2 separate regions of the Sus scrofa genome follow, and region 1 is linked to region 2. A link is a contact called in public HiChIP or PLAC-seq data. All regions are on one chromosome and are shown on one strand. The core of a region is the stretch at or near the end of the contact, and the rest is flanking DNA. Distances in the headings are between cores, read along the strand shown.

The links. HiChIP or PLAC-seq counts read pairs in DNA pulled down with a chosen protein or histone mark.
Region 1: a contact with region 2 is called in an H3K27ac HiChIP or PLAC-seq map of skeletal muscle. The contact joins two enhancer-like sites. A contact is called at or near these places in 8 of 47 Hi-C or Micro-C datasets (alveolar macrophages, brain, embryonic fibroblasts and 4 more) and 1 of 2 datasets of contacts at active chromatin or transcription factors (skeletal muscle).

Annotation. Positions count from the first base shown.
Region 1 is chr2:73,171,883-73,178,678 of Sscrofa11.1, reverse strand. It overlaps NRTN (neurturin), which reads left to right. Exons shown (of 3, transcript XM_021084020.1): 2 at 753-964; 3 at 3,805-4,394. The coding sequence starts at 796. The coding sequence ends at 4,229. Among named protein-coding and RNA genes, the nearest start is that of NRTN, 13 kb to the left of the region's middle. Within about 2 kb of position 3,933, at least 48 of the 83 cell types and tissues checked have an H3K27ac peak or open chromatin away from gene starts, as enhancers often do. A contact at or near this core is called in retroperitoneal adipose tissue and skeletal muscle, where this site is marked.
Region 2 is chr2:73,091,684-73,098,062 of Sscrofa11.1, reverse strand. The region is part of intron 2 of RANBP3 (ran-binding protein 3); the gene reads right to left. Among named protein-coding and RNA genes, the nearest start is that of CAPS, 30 kb to the left of the region's middle. Within about 2 kb of position 1,527, at least 32 of the 83 cell types and tissues checked have an H3K27ac peak or open chromatin away from gene starts, as enhancers often do. A contact at or near this core is called in retroperitoneal adipose tissue and skeletal muscle, where this site is marked.

The DNA.
Region 1 (6,796 bases), core at 2,684-5,183, 78 kb before region 2:
GGCTGGGGAGGAGTAGTCAGGGAAGGCTTCCTGGGGGAGGCGCCCTCCACGCTAAGACTGAAAATGGAATGGGAGTGGGCCGCAAAGGAGAAGAGTATGTTCTGGATAGAAGGGCCTGGTCGTATTACAAAGGCCTGGGGGGGGGGGGGCCGTCAAGGGCAGCTTTGGTCCATTGCTGCCCACTTCTGGGGCATTAGTTTGTGGCTCAGAGTGGCGCAGGAAGTCACTCCCAGGGACATCTATTTGTCTAAATCCCAGGATTCCTACCTCCCAGACAGTATACTAAGCACCACGTCTCCTCGCCGCCCTAGTCCCACAGTGCCCCCTGCTGGGGACGGCCTCACCTCCTTCCATTCTTCCCCAAGCTCACTGGGCTCCAGCCACCCCAGCCTCCTGGTTAAACTGGCTACACCTGGTCCCACCCCAGGATCTCTGCACTGGCTGTTTCCTCTGCCTGAGGTGCCACTCTATTCTGCCTGGCCACCTCCTACCTTTGTTCAAGTCTCAACTTTCCTCAGTCCTTAGGAAAGCACTCTGGGCCCCCCAGATGGGGATGGTTCCCACGTTAACCCTGGCACAGCACCCACGCCCTCCTTGGCAGCGTTTTTCACAGCACTGTTCATTGGTTCCTTGATATATCCCTTCTATGTTATTATTGATCGTTGAGCAGGAGGGGGTTCAAAATAAGAGGCCCCATTGTATCCTCAGTGCCTGACCAAGTACCCTGTGCCCATTCATTTGTTGCCTGACAGACGGAGGCCGTGTGGCTGACCATCCCGTGCACGCAGGCCGAGGATGCAGCGCTGGAAGGCGGCGGCCTTGGCCTCGGTGCTCTGCAGCTCGGTGCTCTCCATCTGGATGTGTCGGGACGGCCTGCTCCTCAGCCACCGCCTCGGACCCGCGCTGGCCCCGCTGCGCCGGCCCCCTCGCACCCTGGACGCCCGAATCGCCCGCCTGGCCCAGTGTAAGCCCTTCCCCCTGTCTTGGGTCAGACACCCTCAACATCGGAGGGGCCACAATCGTGGAATTCCACGCAGTGGAGCGGGGCCGCTGAGGCTTATTTTAGATGGGGTGGGGGGAGGATGCAAATCCCCCCAAAGGCCTGGCAGGGGCGTCGGATGGGATGGCTCCTGGGAACTGGGGTCTCTCGGCTCAGCTGTCACAAGGAATTAGGCTCTAGCCCTTAGGGGCCAGGGGGCCAGATGGAGATTAGACCTGGGCATTCGGCCCGGGCGGCCCTGCAGCGCAGCGGGGGGTGGAGGGAGAGGGAGGCTGGACCCAAGGCCCTAGTGACCTGCCAGGGTGGACAGGGACCAAGGGGAGGGGGAAATGAGAGAGAGACCTAGAAATAAGAAGAGACCTAGAAGGGGGGAGAGAGAGAGAACAGCACAGAGACACAGGATGGGAACAGGCAGGGAGGTAGAAAAGTGGACACGCCCACTGGGGGGCGTGTCCACCCTGCTCCCCACTCTCCCCTGGCGCCTGCCCTCTTCAGGTTCTGTCGGTCCAGGGCAGTGCATGGGCCCCGACCTTGTGTGCACGCCTTCATGTCCTCGCAAGCACCCGCACAGATGGAGGGGGAGTTAGGAGCAGGGATGGGGGGGCACATACATGGACCCTTGTGGGTAGGGGTTGCGTGCACGCCTGTGTGCACGTCCGCACCCGCCCTGCCAGCCCACACAATCCTTCTTTCTTGTCTTTACAATGGACAAGGGTGGGTGGCCTCCGGCGCAGTCTCCACTTCCGCCTCCACCACTCCCTCCTATAGGCATCAAAGTCCTTCCCAGGACACTGGGTCCCAGGGACCCGGGTGGGCCCCCTAAAGCTAGCGCTCCAGGCCCTGGGGGCAAAGCACCAATAGTGGAATTTCAGGCACAGCAGAGGATTTTGGCTCATGGTCAGCCCCTGCCTGCCTGGCATCCTGTCCTTGGACCCAGCCCTACTGAGGGAAGGGAATGGCTCCCGATCCCCCCAAGTCGAATGTCCTAGGCCCTGGGACTAACGTGCTGATGGTGGAATTTCAGGCTTAGGCCTGGGGGTGCAGATCTCACCTCTTTGTATTCCAGACCCAGCATACATGGCTAGGCCTGCTGGAGGGAGGCAGACAGATATACTAGAATATCATTGTTTATCCAAAATTCAAATTTAACAGGGCATCTGTATCTTATCTGGCAACCCCTGAGTTAACTCTCTGGATACACAACTTTGGGGTGGGGACACTAAGTGTTGGAATTGTAGGCTTCAGAAGTGAGCTAGGCTCAACCCAACTCCAGAGCAGGCAGTGTGGGGCACCCTGCTCCTGCCCCTGGGCTTCAAGAACTCAGAAGATGCTGCTTGGTTACCCACCCACCCCAACTTTCTACCTTCCCAGCCCCAGCTAAATGGGGTCCCTATAAGCCTCACGGAGCACACAGGGAAACTGAGGAAGAGAACAGGGCCAGCGCCTGCCTGAAACTACAAGGCTGAGAGTGGCAGAGCAAGACCCCCTGACAGCCCTTTCCCCTCAGGCCTCCCAGTAAGCCATTTCTTTTGACAGCCAGGTGCATCAGCCTTGGGGACAGGCGGGGGCTAAACTCAAGATTTCCTCTCTCAACCACAAGTGTGACTGCCACCTGCTCAGGGGCTGGGAACCCCCTGCCTGCAGATCTGCAGCCGATCATCACTGCCTGCCATTCCAAAGTCTGCACTTCTCTCCTGGGGCGGAGGAGTATGGGGGAGGGGGAGGGGCAGGGCCAGCCGCTTGGGAAATAAATTTAGGCCATGGGGCCCTGGGAATCTAAGGCTTGGGGCAACTCCTGGCAGCTATGGGAGCAGAGGGCTGGAGTTGGACCAAACTTGGGCACACGATGGAAGTGGGAAGGCTGCTGTTTGGGCTCATCTCTCTTTCTCTGTGCCACGTGCTCGTGGTGTGGCCTCCAGCAAGTCTCTGCCCTTTTGGATGCTCAGTTTCCTCACCTACAACACCGGGGGGGGGGTCTCCCTGACAGCTGCCTCCTCAAGAGGTGAGGTCCCCACATAGGACCTCAGTGCCTGCTACTCCTCGGTGCCTTCTGAGAAGCCCGCACAGCCCCAACTTGGTTTTGTGAAGAGGGAAACCAAGTTCTGCTACACAGTGGAGCAGCAGGGACAGGTGGGAGATTATGAACAGGCCAGGGGCTCAGAGATGTGGGGGCTTTGGAACCTCAGAGGGTGAGCAAGAGACCCCGATAGCTCAAGCTTCCTGATGGTAGCTGGAGTGTGGGAAACAGTGCTCTGGGCAGCTCTGCATAGGGGTGTGGGCAGCTGGAGCCCAGCGGGGACAGGGATTTAGATCACCACACCACCTGCTGAGCCCTCCCTTTCTTTTCTGCAACCGGGTAAGAGCAGCTCAGTGAAAAGGGGAACAATCCCCAATGCTGCCCTGCATAGGAATGGGGTCCCCAGAGAGTGCTGGGGCAGGGCGGGGGGAGGGGTTGCCTAGTGGGAGACAGTCACCCAGGTCAGCTCAGCTTAAGGTGGGGCAGGCTGGAAAAGTGGTACAGGGCACCCGGGAAGGATGTACCAGGTTCTGAGTAGTCCATCATAGGTGTAGGGTCCAGAAAAGGGGACACGGCATAAGGATCTGGATATGCACCCCTTACACCTCCCGAGAAGATGCATGAGCCGGAATCCGGGAGCGAGATAAAAGCGGTCCGGAAAAGGTGCACTAGCGTCTCCACAAAGGTCCGTTTTGGCATGGGAACAGCGAGGGGAGAGGGCTCCCTCCGACTCTCTCCCACCCACCCACTGACCCCACCCCACCCCCTTATCTCCTTCCGCTTGCAGACCGTGCACTACTGCAGGGCGCCCCGGACGCGGTGGAGCTGCGCGAGCTGACGCCGTGGGCCGGGCGGTCCCCAGGTTCGCGCCGTCGGGCGGGGCCCCGGCGGCGGCGCGCACGCGCGCGGTCGGGGACACGGCCGTGCGGACTACGCGAGCTCGAGGTGCGCGTGAGCGAGCTGGGCCTGGGCTACGCGTCGGACGAGACAGTGCTGTTCCGCTACTGCGCAGGCGCGTGCGAGGCGGCCGCGCGCGTCTACGACCTGGGGCTGCGGCGCCTGCGCCAGCGGCGGCGAGTGCGGCGGGAGCGGGTGCGCGCGCAGCCCTGCTGCCGCCCGACGGCTTACGAGGACGAGGTGTCCTTCCTGGACACGCACAGCCGCTACCACACGGTGCACGAGCTGTCGGCGCGCGAGTGCGCCTGCGTGTGACCCTACCTCACTGGGCCCGGCGAGATGGTGGCCACGCCTCCCGTCCCGACGGCACCCACCGTCTGGCCTGGCAAGCCCCACGACGGACTGCCCATGGGCAGAAGATGCCGTCGAGGCCTCAGGACTCTCGTGATAACTGTACTAAAATAAAGAGTGTAAAATCGAGCCCGAGTTGTGATTCTGCCCCCCACCCCGGGGATGCCCACCTCTTGGAGGAGCGAGGGTGTGTGGGGAGGAGGCGCCACCTCCATTGGGAAAATGGGGACGGATGTAGGTACCACCTGCAGGATGCTGGGAGGATCCCATTTGCTCTTGGGGAAAAGGAAAGCAGATGCAAAGAGGATCTTAGTTCCAGGATTCAAAAAGGAAAATGGGGTAAATAGGGGAATGTCAGCAGGGACCCTTTCTCTCACCTCTCTGCAGGTCCCTGTGCCCTTCCCCGTGTGTCCCATCCTCACCTCCCTGCAAGGTATCTTTCTGGGTTGGAAAGATGGAGCCACAGTGCAGATGGGAAGACTGAGCTCCAGGCCTCTCTCACCTGACAGGCCTCCTCAGCTCCCACCAGGGTGAACTCTGAGCCACTATCTCCTTTCACTTGCTAAAAATATATGTGTGCTGCCCATCTCCCTGCGGGCTGGGTTGGGCTGGCACCAACTCCATCCAGCCCCAAACTGGCGCCTGCTGGGGCCAAGCTGGGTCCCCAGGGACCTAGGTCCTAGGGCCATAAAAGCTCTGGCCAGAGCTCCAGGGAGAATTTACAACGAGTACCCCGCGCAGAATGGAAAAAGCGGTGCGGTGTTTAGATTTGCCTGCGGGTCACCTTGATGCTTGGCAGGCCCATGACGACGTGGGGTGTTGGGTTCTCGGCGGATGGGGAGAGGGCGGCAGGTCCTACAGTCTGAGGAGGGCCTGGGACGAAGGAGGGTGTAGAGAGCCCCACTTTGGAGACCAGATGCCTCAGACCCTTCCCAGCAGACTGGGGAGGCGGGTGTCCGGCGCGCACAGTTCCCCCTTTGCCCAGACAGCTTTCCTGAGGACCTGGTCTCCTCTCCTCTTCCCTCCTCCCACTCCTGACTGGGGCTCCAGAGAGAACAGCCGCTTCCCTCCCTTACTGTTGTCTCATAGACTGGCCCCGCCTCCCCTTTCCCACACATCTCTGCTCAGAACCACCTTCTAAACATCATATCCTTCCCAAACTCAATCACCATCCTGAAGCTGAAGGGTTCGAATCACAAGCTGCCCCCAGGGAGGTCCACGCAGGCTGGCAGGCACATCCCCAGCTCCCTTGTGCCCAAGACCCCTGGCTGCAGCAGGAGACACTGGAGGCAGCTAACAGGCAGGACTTCCAGGGAGCCCTGAGAGCAGGGCTCCGAGGCCAGGCCCCAGACGGTGGGTGGTCTGCTTGGAAGGCAGTTCCAGGGCAGGCTGGCTGGCTGGGGTCCCCAGCCACCCCCACAGTCTTCTGACTCTGAGGTTTCGGGTGGTGGATTCCTATACCATTTGGGCTGACTCAGCTTGGCTGTGGCAGAGAGGCCAGAGTTCTCAGATGCTGCAGAAGCTGAGCCTCAGTTTCCCTGTGCTAGAGGGCCCAGAGCTTTAGAGGTGTGAGTTGCTTGGCCCAGGACACAAGGACACACAGCAGGAAAACTGGCCTCGGAGCCCAGGTCTGGGCCCCTGAAGCTTGGCTGCCTCAATATGCACGTGAGAGAGAGGGAGAGAGTGTTCGCATGCACCAGAGAGAGAGAATGAGTGTGTGCGTGTGCATGTGTGTGCATGCACTCTCCTGGGGCCTCCTGGGACCCCAGCATCCACGTCTCCCACTCAGATCAAACCACAGGGTACTGGCCCAGCCCACCAGAAAACTGGAACATAAACAGAGCTGCCCCCACAGACCCCAGGGCTGGGGTTCTCAGCAGTGCACACCACACACACACACACACACACACACACACACACACACACGCGCTCACAGGGCACACCCACCGGGGCTTAGCAAACAGGATCACACACAGACCCAGGGCCCACATGCTTACATGCTCAGTGGACATTCACACCCAGAATGGGGGACCCTCAAAGTCACTTTATCTGAAAAAAACACATGGGGCCGCACATTCAGTCACACAGAGCCATGCGCCAAGCCCCACATGGTCGTCACTTGTCATACCCACTCATAGTCATAAGCACAGCATCACACCCTCTCCCTCCTTCGGGGGGGGCAGTCCCTGCCCCTCTATCCTTGTGCTGGGTGTAGAAGGTCCCTTTGTCCCAGCCCTGCTCTGTGTGGACAGCTAGACTGCTCAGCCCCCACACTCCCACCCCCTCTAGACCTCGGTCCCCCATCCTGCCTTGACCTTGAGGGTTTTTCTCTCTTGGGGCTGGACCATTCTCGGTTGTAGGGAGCTGTCTGGGCACTGCAGGCTGTTGAGCAGCATTTCTGGCTTCCCATCTACTCGATGCTATCATCCCATCCTTTTTTTTTTTTTTTTTAGGCTTTTCTTGGGCCGCTCCCACAGCATATGGAGGCTCCCAGGCTGGGGTCCAATCAGAGCTGCAGCCACTGGCCTACA
Region 2 (6,379 bases), core at 278-2,777:
TGATGTGAAGCACTGAGGTCTCCAACAATGTGACAGAACTGCCTAGTCTCCCTTCTTTCTGTCAGTTTTTGCCTCGTGTATTCTGGGGCTCTTTTTTTTTTGGCTGCCCCACATCACATGGAGTTCCAGGGCCAGGGATCAGATCTGAGCTGCAGTTGTGACCTACACCACAGCTGCAGCAACCCCGGATCCTTAACCCACTGTGCTGGGCCAAGGACTGAACCTGCATCCCAGTGCTATGAAGATACTGCTGATCCCTTTGTGTCACAATGGGAACTCCCTGGGGCGCTCTTTTTCCTTTTCATTGCTTTTTAGGGCCACACCTGCAACACATGGAGGTTCCCAGGCTAGGGGTCTAACCAGAGCTACAGGTGGTAGCCTACACCACAGCCTCAGCAACACTGGATCTGAGGTGCATCTGCAACCTACACCACAGTTCATGGCAATGCCAGATCCTTAAGACACTGAGCTAGGCCAGGGATCGAATCCACATCCTCACGGATATTAGTCGGATTCGTTTCCACTGAGCCACAACGGGAACTCTACCCTGGGGCTCTTTTAATGTCACCTTTCTTTACTTCTGCCAGAAACACCCCACGGCTTGCAGGGATCTGGGTCTTCTTGAAAATTTGATGAGTGTTAGGAGCCTTTCCCCAGAAGCATACCCAGACCTTTGGGGCTGCAGCCCCACCTCTCAGGGCCTAGGACTGCTGAGCCCTGGATGGCCTCCTGCAGCCCTGTCCCCCTTGGTCCGTCCTGCACCACCCCTCCCTGCCGTCACACTCCGGCCTTGCTGTTTCTTTCCTGTTTCCCAAACACGTCAATGCTGTTCCCACCTGGTGTTCCTTCTCCACGTGCTGCTCCCACGGCCGTCCCTGACGGTGAACCCCTGCTCACGTGCTCTCTCATCACCCAGCAAACAGAAGCAGTCCTCTCTACCCGATCCTCCAACCTCTCTTGGGCCTCTACCTTGTTTTGTGTATCACAGCTGGAAGAGATCTAATGTGTCTGTTGTCTGTCTCCTGCTACCAGGAGGCCCTGCCCTGTCTGTTCTGCTCATAGTTCATACACCCAAAACCTGGCTCTGCACAAAACACGCTTGGCAAGTAGCTACCGCACAAATGGAGCTTATGTCCTCTGCCACAGCCTCCTCAGTGACCTGGAAAGGAAAGGGCACCTAGCCAGACAAAACTAGATACTCCTAGATCCCTGGAAACCCTCAAATCCACCCCCCAAATCTATTTTAAGAACCATCCCACAGGCATGTGGCAGGCCTCTTGGTTTTAGAAAGGCTGAGGCCAAGACCTGAGAAGGACAACACAGGAAGATTCTCTCACTGGGAGAACCTCCCAGAAGCTGATGGGAACTTCCTGTGGGTTCTTAAACAGCTGACTCAGAAGCAGTGAGGAAAGTAACACCATTAACTCTCCTCAAAAGGAACCAGTGCAAGGAAGCAGGAAGACAATGCAAAGCGAAGACATTTCTGCTTGCCTTTGGAGATGCCTAGGACAGCTGGCAACCCTCCAGAGCTGTCATGCGAGGAGCAGCCTGCCCCCTGCTGGAGCGAGCCTGAGCCTGCTGTCTGGGCCTGGCTGCCTCATGCTGTTTTCTCCCAAAGCAGGAAAAGGTCTGGTGTGCAGCAACTCCCCTTCAGCCACTCCTGGCCCCACACAAAGCCAAATGCCAGCTCCACAGACACTGTCCTCGGACACAGCAGCCCGATGGGCAGGACCTCTTCCATGTCAAAGTGGCCTGGCACCACCCTCGGCTCCAACCAAGGAAGCAGCTGTTCAGGGGTCAGCTTAGAACAAACAATGCCTGGGACACACAAGGGATTGGGCCCTGCCATTCCAACTCTTGGACTCCAAGAGCCTGTAGCCCACAGCTCAGGAGTCACTGCTATAGGCAGTGAGGAGGATTTTAAGCAGACTTTCTGGGAGGGAGTGAGGACAGAAGCAGGGTGTGAAGCCTCCTTTCCTTCTCTGCTTCTTCCCAGAGCAAAGGCCACCTCAGTGAGGATTAGGGCTTCAGGATGTCACCTTGGGGATGCTGGGATCAGCACCCATTAGGGACACCATGAGGAAAATAACCCCAATTAACACTTACATGAAGAGGCTGAGGAGAAAGAAGACCAAAGAGAATGTTTCAACTTATTTTCTGGCATCAAGACAATGTGAACAAATGAAGCAGAGGACGGCTGGGTGTGGCCTAACAAGCACGGCCACCCTGACTGCGCAAGTCCAGTAAGCAGATGGGGCAGGCAACACAGTTCTCTCCCCTCAGCAGACACGGGAACCTCAGCAGGGAGCAGCTCATTGTGAGGTGTGTAAGTCCCTGTTGCCAAGTGCAAAATACAAGGGATCATCTAACCCAGGGACCACAGGCGTGAAAATTTTCTGTTCTTCGAATAAAGGATGAAACTATGAAAATTAAGATCACTTGATTTATTAAGGCTTGCACCGTTCCCAAAAACATGGCTCTCATGAGGCTGCCTGGTGTGGCCTCGAGGGACAAGGCTGCCAGGCCAGTCCAGGAAGAGGGGAGAAAGCTGGAGGCTGCATCTCAGAAGCTGACACACACAGACAAACAAGCAGGAGCAGGAACGAATGGCACTGCCTTCTTGACCTCCAAGAAGAGACCAGAAAGAAAGACCCTATCAGGGAAACTCCTTCCAGAAAATGCCAGACACCATTTGGCCTGCCTGGGACTCAGTGATTCTCTGCTGGACGCCCAGCTAGAAAGCCCACTGCTGTGGCTGCAGGAAAATGGACACCTGGGGTGAAGTCACTCAAGAGAGGGGCCTGCTGAGTTGTTATTGTCTTCATGTGGACTCCAGGGCAATTTATTGTTTATTCTGTGACTGAGGGAACCAGCTCAGAAATTTTTACCAAAAAGTCAGACACTGAAAAAAAGAGGTGGCCTCCAAAGACGTGAATGCTGGGCAGGGGCAGAACGAGGGTCAAATCTCATGCAGAGGCTGGAGGATGAGGGGACGCGGTCCAGCCAGGGGACTCATTCCAGACTCTTTCTAAGCTTCCTGGTGGGTCTCATAAATATATTTTAGGCTCAGCAGCGCCTTGGCGCAGAGCTTCAGTCCAGGAGAGACTGCAGCCAGGCTCACAGTGAGCACTAGGAATACTCACTTGCTTTTTCCAGATCAAATGGAGAACTTAATCTGCATGTGGTATGGTGTCCTTCAAGCTGCCTCTGAGAGCCAGGAAACCTGATATATAGAGACTTTTTCCTGGTACTGAGCCTTAACTAGCCAGAGTTCTGATGAGACTCAAGGATGACAAGGGCCTTTTATAAGCAACAATGCGAGCCACTATTTATTACAAAGAACTCAGAGCTTTACATTTCCCCAAGGGATCATGGAAGAGAGAACAGACAAAACGTGAGGGAAGAGACCTGGGTAACGTGTGGGCGTTTGCTGCATTCCAGTGTGGTATGGAGCAAGCTCCTAACCTGCTCTGATACAAAAGCAACTAGTCCAAGTTCACCACAGAAATACCTCAGCTGGATAAGCAGCTGGGATCGGGTTCCATCTGCTTTGATTTATGCCCATAATTGACCTAAAAGAGCAAAGTTTACTTGGTCTTGAACATGCCCAATCAGCAGAGAAATCCAATTAAGGGAAACCATTAGCAATCAGACAGGCCTTACTCTGCTGAGAGCCCAATGGACCATGCCCTGGTTGGTTCAAAGCTGTCACCAAGTGATGTGACAGTGGCACCGTTGAGACCTCTGAAGGAACTGGGGATTCCTATAATCACGAATGTTAAAACTACATAGCAGCTGTGTGTATGTCACATGCACAGCCTTGACTGTTAGGCTGGTACATTTAGAAACTGCTCCTCCCAGTCCTGGCTCTCTCCCACAGTGACTTCACAACCATCTGCAGGTTCCCTGCCATCACACTTGACCTTGCATTTGTCAGCCTGGGCACCGCCGTTGGTGCCACGAACGACCTACCTAGATCAAATTCAGATGAGAGTTATTTCCCTGAAAAACTTAAACTTCTGGGAATTAGAGTCTCTGACTCACAGTCCACAAGAACTGAGGAGCTGAGTTCCACTGGCCAGGCCTCAGAGATGAAGGTGCAGCCTGGGCCCAGGCAGGTGAGGCCCCCAGGGTACTTCCTGCACTGGCCTCTGGGGGGTGGGGCCCAACCCATCTCACCAAGTAGGCCCTGGAAATAAGTGGGGCTCAAAGAGCCTGCATGTCTCTGGAAGAGTAGCTGCCAGGACACAACCTCTCCCTGTCTGCTGCTCAGGTGAACACCCTCACCTTCAGTTGGAGACTCTCTGTAACCTGTGCTTTTCGACCCAAGAGCAGCAGAAGGGCCCAGAGTCTCCTGGGCAGACCCACACCAGGAATGTCTGTTGTCAGGGAATGGAGAACACGTGCCTGTGGAGGCTGAAGGCACACTAACTCGTACCACCTGGTTCGGAAGAAGGTTCCAGAAGCTGCTCTGCCCCCAACCCAAAAAGTGATCACCTCTTGATTCTTGCTGTCAGCCCTCACTTGAAGGCTATGCTCCCACAACATGGTAAGCACCTCCTGGCTGGAATCTTTACTGGGCTTCACCACCCCAAACTCACTTCTATGCCAGGAAGGTCTGCCCCCTCATCCCACCCGGCACATGGCAAAGACTGTTTCTTCTTTTCCCACCATATGGTGGTTCTGCCAAAATTTAAAATATGGCTCCAACCTCACCTTCACTGCATCTCACTTCTGAGTATCCCACAGGTTGGTGGCTCTAACTGAATTTTAGTGGTTTACTTAAGGACACAGGAGACTGGTGATGTGACACAAGGGATCGCTAAAGGTGTGGGATTGTGACACTGACACTGCGAAAGGTCGCCCAGGGCTCAGTGTGGCAGACAAAGCGGGATCCTTTGTTTTCTTGTTGAGTCATTTTCCCCCGATAGAAAAATGGGGGATTCAGTCACTAGGTACCGAAAGGATGAGTTTTTGATCCTGAATGTAGGATGTTTACCTTTCCCAATTTATCAAACTCCAAAAACTCAAGACATTTCTTGTTCTCGAGAGTTCATAATCTTCTCCACCTACAATCTTCAAAAGCCTTCTTAATACAAAGATAAAGGGCTCAAGGGATTCCCTCTGGATTCAAAGGAAGAGTCTTTTCTTCTTCCTGCTTTGATTGAAGACAAGCAGTTCACAGCCTAACCACAGTCCAAACACAACCGGCCTTGTAAAGAAATCTGCGTTAGACACCTCCTCTTCCTACAGATCAAGGAAGCTGGAGCCTTTTGCATTTCTAAGACACTGAACTTGAATGCCCAAATTCAGGGAGAGGAGAAAGAAAAACGGAAGGAGGGAGAAGGGGCAGATTCTGATCTGGAAGTTTCTACCCCACTATTCAATTCCTCTTTGGACCCCGTGTGTCTCTTTCAGGAAACAGGATTAACTTCTTGCTATGGTATACATTCCCCCAGTGAGAAAAGTTTCAATGTAAAAGGGGATTTAATCTTTCCCATCTTTTTGGCAGCAGGAATGAAAGGGAGCTGAAGAAATCCTTGTTGTCTTTTCAGTTATCATCAGCTGCTTACGAGACCGGGGGTCTGGATCTGAGGAACTCGAAGGGAAAGGGGCCGGTCAGGGCTGGGACCCCCGGGCCGTGGGATGCCAGGTGGAGGTGGACTTACCCCTGCCAGTTCTCGTGGAAAAGGAAGAAGCTGGGCTTCAGGAGTGCTGGCTGAAGCGCTAGCGGGGGCAGGTAGCTCTAGGGCATGCTCACCAGCTGACTCGGGGTGACCCGTGCCATGGTGGGGGGCCTCAGCCTCCCCCCGAGGCTCCTCTCCCGAATCCGACAAGTCTTTTTGCTCTGCAGAGGACTGGGAGCAAAAAAGACAATTTTCCTTCAATGTCAATAAAGCCTGCAACATGGGGCAGGGGAGGGGGTGAGGGTCAAAAGTTTGGAGACAGCTCCTGCTCAGGTCGAGTGTGCTATTGCCGTCTGCTGACAGAGCTGGCCCTCCAGACTAAGAGAAGGGCAGTGAATATGGACTTGCTGCTGTCAGATTTTGCAGGGAGCTCAAGGTGTGCAAGAAGTCAGACCCTTGTTTTCAAAACTGCAAGGTGGCCCCTTGAGGAACAGAGATACTCTGCTGACGGCAAAACAATATGGTGACAAAAACGGGGGCAGTGCCTCCATCAGAATGGAACAGGGACAATAATATCAATAATGTCAAATAATAATCCATCTCCTCAAAAATACTCATGATGGGGAGTTCCTGCTGTGGTGAAACAGGTTAAGGATCTGGCACTGTCTCTGCAGCTGGATGGGTTGCTGCTGTTTGATTCCTGACCCAGCTGGAAAGATATTAAGATGCTGAGTGAATATCAATACTGGAAA